Regions from separate parts of the Gossypium raimondii genome. Here region 1 is linked to region 2. The links are chromatin contacts, called in public Hi-C maps. All regions are on one chromosome and are shown on one strand. The core of a region is the stretch at or near the end of the contact, and the rest is flanking DNA. Distances in the headings are between cores, read along the strand shown.

What was found. Hi-C and Micro-C count contacts between places; a contact is called where the count stands out from the background.
Region 1: a contact with region 2 is called in a Hi-C map of leaf, with 2.3 times the contacts expected there. The contact joins the promoter of LOC105784674 here to the promoter of LOC105784656 in region 2. A contact is called at or near these places in 2 of 2 Hi-C or Micro-C datasets (both in leaf).

What each region holds. Positions count from the first base shown.
Region 1 is chr7:21,881,882-21,885,004 of ASM2569854v1, forward strand. LOC105784674 (calmodulin-like protein 3) reads left to right here and starts at 1,637. Exons shown (of 1, transcript XM_012610580.2): 1 at 1,637-2,757. The coding sequence starts at 2,131. The coding sequence ends at 2,598. It overlaps LOC105784675 (a long non-coding RNA gene), which reads right to left and starts at 1,140. Exons shown (of 3, transcript XR_008197875.1): 1 at 1-1,140. It overlaps LOC105784672 (protein FAR1-RELATED SEQUENCE 5), which reads right to left. Exons shown (of 3, transcript XM_012610577.2): 3 at 2,930-3,123. The coding sequence ends at 3,056.
Region 2 is chr7:21,698,823-21,701,739 of ASM2569854v1, forward strand. It overlaps LOC105784656 (trans-resveratrol di-O-methyltransferase), which reads left to right and starts at 1,261. Exons shown (of 2, transcript XM_012610554.2): 1 at 1,261-2,199; 2 at 2,282-2,667. The coding sequence starts at 1,435. The coding sequence ends at 2,587.

The DNA.
Region 1 (3,123 bases), core at 387-2,886, 180 kb after region 2:
TAAAACAGGATTTCAAAAGGAACATAAATAAATTTGAACATACAGGTGAAATTTAGTCTTTAATTGAGTTGAAAAAAACACAAAAAGCAAATGTTGTGCAGTTTGCCAATAGCTAAAAACAGTAAAATCAACAAAATGAGCAATCAATAAGAATCAAACAGTACAAAAAAAAGTAAAAACAGACAAACCCATTTAAATTTGAACTGAAAGAACACAAAAGCAAAACTGTAATTTGCAAAGAGCTAAGAACAACAAAATCAACAAAAGGGGCAATCAATAAGAATCAAATAGTACAGAAAAAGTAAAAACAAACAAACCCATTTTAATTGAACTGAAAGAACACAAAAGCGAAGACCGTAGTTTAAAGAACTAAGAACAGCTAAATCAATCAACAAGAATCAAATAGTAAAGAAACTAAAAAAACTAAAACAAAAAAAAAACTCATGTTGTTTATCCCACATTGCTTATTTCTTTTGTGGATCCTTCACAAAACTCACTCGAAGTTGAAACACCTATCATTTCAACAATTACCCAACAATCAAAAACTATCAAATTAACAACAAGAAAAATAATTAAAAGAAGAAGAAGATAAAGAAGGGAACTTATAACCCATATAAATATCAACTGCTCGAACCCATAATTGAAATGAATGATGCCAAGGTCTTAAATGAAGAGAAACCTTGTCTTGAATCGTTTTGAAATCAAAACCAAAAGCTAATGTGTTCTTCAATTGAGTTTGGACTTTTTTCCTTACTGAAGATTTTGCCCTGAATTGAGAAATTTTTACAATCTCGATTCCTACGAAGAAAAGATTGAAAAAATTGGTGAGGGGCAATAGTGTTTAGGGCTTTATAAATGGAGAAAGTAATGAACGTAGAGGCTGTAGTTGAAACTGCAGAAAGGATGACGATGAAAAATGAGGGTAAAAATGAAAAAAAAGTGATCTCTCAGCATTCCTACCGTGCTTTGAATGGCAATTTAGAGGGGGGGCAAAGAATGTTATTCATCCTCTATTCAGTGATGAGCGGGAATAGAAAACTAAATAGCAATTGAACCAAACAAGGGTTTGTGGTGGGCCCATAGAATTGAGTTGTAATGGCTATGCCATTACATTGAACCAAACAGGTTGTGAGTAGTTACGCTCTTTCATGCATATGGGTATCAGATTCCTGAAAATAAGGCATTAATGGAAAGTTTTTAAAAATTACTTGGAAATTGCATTTATTTTACTGGACTTTTTCTCACGGTTAAAGGTTAATGCTGGTTCTGGGTTATGTGTGCCGAACAGCCTTCTAGTTATGGTGAAGGTGGTTCAACTTTATTTGATATCCTAGATAGAAGTACCCATGGCCTAAGGTGTTTTATTTGGTATTACATTTCGTGAAACCAATAGAGCTTCATCTAAATCTGGCATGCCGAGGGGCATAGCTAAGGGCTGGCTCCTTTGGTTAAATGGAGTAATAACAATTTTAGTCCCTTCTAATTACGAAGTATTTAATTTAATCTTATTTAAATAATTTTTTATCCTTTGGCTCCCAATTTTATTTCCACCTCACAATACCCCTGTTCGGGCCTGAAAATGAAAATCTAATATCCCAAGTTTTTTTGTTGATGTCAGGAAAGATGTGCTAAGAACAGTAAAAGGGCTCCATTTGAGAAAAAAATATTAAAAATAAATTAAATTGCAAGTGGGAACGATCCAAATGTCAGCATATTGACCCTATCTTTCGTTAACTTCAAATATGCCGAATTTAGTCCCAACCCACGTTAAGAAGTATCAATTTTAGGCATAAATCAATGACTTTTTAATTAACAACTCCTAAAATAGAAGTTGTGCATATTGTTAAAACCGTTGATTTCATCCAACTTTTTTTAGTCTGCATGTTTAAAAACCTTCTTCTTTCTCCACTTTTTACTCAATAAACGTAAAAATCCCTCTTTTTCTTCAATTTTCCAAAAACCAGAATTTCTTTGTTAATTGTCTCTCCCAACTCCCATTCCTCTTTTGGTTTTTCTCAATCATCTTTTTCTTCTAATTTGTTTCTTAACATTCTTCTTTCTTTTTAGTACTTTCAACCAAATTTATATTGTTAAGAGTTTTATATTCTTTTTTTTTTGTGTGTGTGTGTGATGGAAGGAATGGATCCAACGGAGCTTCGTCGAATGTTTCAAATGTTCGACAAGAATGGAGATGGAAAGATCACCAACAAAGAGCTTAGTGAATCGTTAGAAAATTTGGGTATCTTTATCCCAGAAAAAGAACTTACTCAAATGATCGAAAAAATCGACGTCAATGGTGACGGTTATGTGGACATTGACGAATTCGGAGCACTGTATCAAACTATAATGCATGAGAGAGACGAAGAAGAGGACATGAAGGAAGCCTTTAACGTTTTTGATCAAAACGGAGACGGATTCATCACGGTGGAGGAGTTGAGGTCGGTTTTGTCATCCTTGGGGCTGAAGCAAGGGAGAACCATAGAGGATTGCAAGAGGATGATAAAGAAAGTGGATGCAGATGGTGATGGTATGGTTAACTTCAAAGAGTTCAAGCAGATGATGAAAGGTGGTGGCTTTGCTGCTTTGAGTTCAAGTTAATAGAGATTTGAAAGAAAAAGAAAAACACCAAAGATGTTCGAAAAGATGAGGAAGCCTAGCTTGGATTCTCATGCATCATCTTATTGTAAAAAATTTGCGATGTTCTCTCCCTATCATTATTAGTTTGATTTTATGATTTCTAAATTATTATTTAATTTATTGAATGCTCCATTTGAGTGATTGGTAAGAGTTGTTTGTTTTTTTTCTTCTCATCTTAGTATCCATGTTTCCCTTATCAACCATCCAAATGAAGCATAAAAGATTAAAGAGATATCACATGTTTCCCTTTACTTAAGATATTTTGGGAAATTGTCAGATAGTGAATCAAATATGAAGGGGAAGGGCCAAATTAACTTCTGTTTGCATTAGTAAAATCACCATTGGATGAATTTAAACAAAGGGTGGAATAAGGGATTGTACAATGTTTTAGACATTTTTTACTTAGCAAGAAGATAGACTAAACATATCTGCAATCTGAATCTTCCAGCCGTTCCTCTTCCAGTTCACTTATGTTCTTGACCATAT
Region 2 (2,917 bases), core at 11-2,510:
GTATGTATACATATATTTATAAGAAAAAAAGGAATATAGATATACGTATAAATATGCATATATATATATATATAAAATTTATATATATTAGATAAAATATATGTAATGTCTAAACACTTATATAATAATGATAATATAACATAGCACATATATTTAAAATTACATAGTAATTATTAATGAAAATAATAATAATAATAATAATAATAATAATAATAATAATAGGACTAAATCAAAACTGAGGCGAAATCTCAGGGCTGAAATCAAAAATAAAATAGGGTAAGGGATCAAAATGTGAGGCGCGCGAAAAATAGAAGGGCCAATTAGGAAATATTCCACACCGACCAAACGACGCCGTTCAAGCGAAGTCCAAGCTCATAGTCTATGGAGCAAATTTAAACAAAAGAGAAACTTATGGCCGAAATTGCAAATATGCGAAAAACTGTCCTGAAAGTGCCACAAAATCAAAGGGACTAATTGCGAAAATAGACCCTTAAACGAAAACGCGCGGATCCTTGGAAGCGGGTCGGGCGAATCGGGTCAACCAAAACGATGTCGTTTTGGTGCCTGAGAGGCCTGCCCAAAACGGCGTCGTTTTGGGGGCCTATTTAAGCCCAAAAATTTTTTTAAAAAATTTATTTCTGCCACTTTTCTAAAAAAATTCAAAACCCTTCCCCTTTTTGTCTCTCAAACCTCCTTCTTCTCCCCAGAATCCGGCCACCGTGCGGTCGCCACGGTCGTCGGCCATTAGCCGTCAGCCAGACACGTGCACGACGAACCGAAAAGTTTCCTCCTTTTCTCTTCCACGCACTCCTTGGCCTCCCGAGCACTCCAAGACCACCAACGAAGGTAAAAATCTTTCCTTTTATTCTTTTTTGTATTTTCGTATATTTTAAAATAAAACAAAAATAAATAGAGTAAAAAGAAGTAAAATTAAAAGAAACCTTTAGATCCAAATCTGTAACCACCTTTTTTTCTATTTCTATTTCTTTTTCTTCAAAATCTCCCAGAAAAAAACCAAATCCCTCTTTTACATTGGTTGTTATGGCTTTATAGCCACGTTTACAATATTTTGATCTATTATTTTTTTCTTTACTTGTCATTTCTTTCTCTGATTTTGCAGGCAAGTGGGTGGAGTTGGTGATGGCAGAGACGTGACGTGCGGCGCGGCGATGGCAGGGGGCAAGTGGGCTAGGTGCGGCGGCTAGGGTTAGGGGTTAGGTTTTTTTTTTCTGAAAATGTTTTAAGTGTTTGGGTTAGGGTTTGTTTGTAATTGGGCTGAGGTGTTTGGGATTATTGGGCTAGTAGTTGGGCTTTGGGTCTGTTTTGGGTCTTGGGTTTGGGCTGGTGGGTTGTTTTGTAATGGGTTTGGGAAGGGTTAAAATTGGGCTTGTACACCAATTACTTGATAAAAAGAAATGGATTTGATAAAAGGAGATGAGATTAATTAATCTTGATGAGTTGCTTGAAGCTCAGGCTCATGTTTGGAACCATACGTTCAGATTCATAAGCTCAATGTCACTGAAATGCGCTGTCGAACTACAAATACCAGATATCATCCACAACCACGGCCAAGCCATGAATCTTTCAGACCTAGCTTTGGCTCTTGGTATCCATCATTCAAAACTCCACTGCCTCCACCGCCTCATGCGCATCCTCTTTCATTCTGGCTTCTTTGCTGAATCCAAAACCAACTCAACTGACCAACAGAGAGCTTATGTCCTCACCACTGTTTCTCATCTTCTCCGAAAGGATTATCCCTTGAGTTCAACTCCCTTTATACTCGGAATGCTTGACCCCGTTTTACTGAAACCATGGCAATATTTAAGTTATTGGTTCCAAAACCTTGACCATCCTACAGCATTCAGCGCAGCTCACGGCGAGAGTATGTGGGATTATGCCGGGCATGAGCCGAGGGTGAATCATTTCTTTAATGATGCGATGGCCAGTGATGGGCTTCTGGCGGCGAGCGTGGTGCTTAGTAAGTGCAAAGGAGTTTTTGAGGGGTTGAAGTCAGTGGTTGATGTTGGGGGTGGGACGGGAATCATAACAAAGGTATTTGCTAAGGCTTTTCCTCAAACGGAATTCACTGTCTTTGATCTTCCCCATGTTGTTCATGGCTTGCAAGGATGTGAAAATTTGAATTATCTTGGTGGAAACATGTTTGAAGGAGTTCCCCATGGAGATATGATCATGCTAAAGGTTTGTTTATTATCTCTAATTAATTTGTTGTCTTGAAAATTAAAATTTAACCTTATTCTATTCATCATCTACTTGATTGCAGTGGATATTACATACTTGGAGTGACCAAGACTGTATAAAGATACTAGAGAGATGTAAAGAGGAAATTGGGAAGAAAGAAAATGGAGGGAAAATCGTGATTATGCAAATGATAATTGAGAACCAAGAATTGGATGAACATCAGTCTACCGAAACTAAGCTGTCTTTTGACATGGGCATGATGGTTTGCCTTGGTGGTCAAGAAAGAAGCGAACAGCAATGGAGTAAACTGTTTGCTCATGCTGGGTTTGCTCACTATGAAATATATCACATTTTAGGTCTAACGTGTCTCATTGAGTTATTTCCATAATTAATTATCTGTGTTAAAATTTTGAATTATTATAAATACATTAAATGAATGCCTATAACTTTTAAATATTCATTATTAAAGATGCTTAATGTATGTGTTAATGAAGCAGTTAAATAAGCTTCATTCGCTTATGTTGTATTGAATGTCAATAGCTTATATATAGCTCTTTTATAAATAAAAGAGAAGACCAGAAAATTATCTATTTACTTTAGGTATTCTTTTCTTTAATTATTTTATAACATGAATAAAATTATAAAACCTATATGAAACATGAAAGTCGTGTTTATTATATTATTTTTAGTATTTTATCGAGTGGGATATGTTTATGTC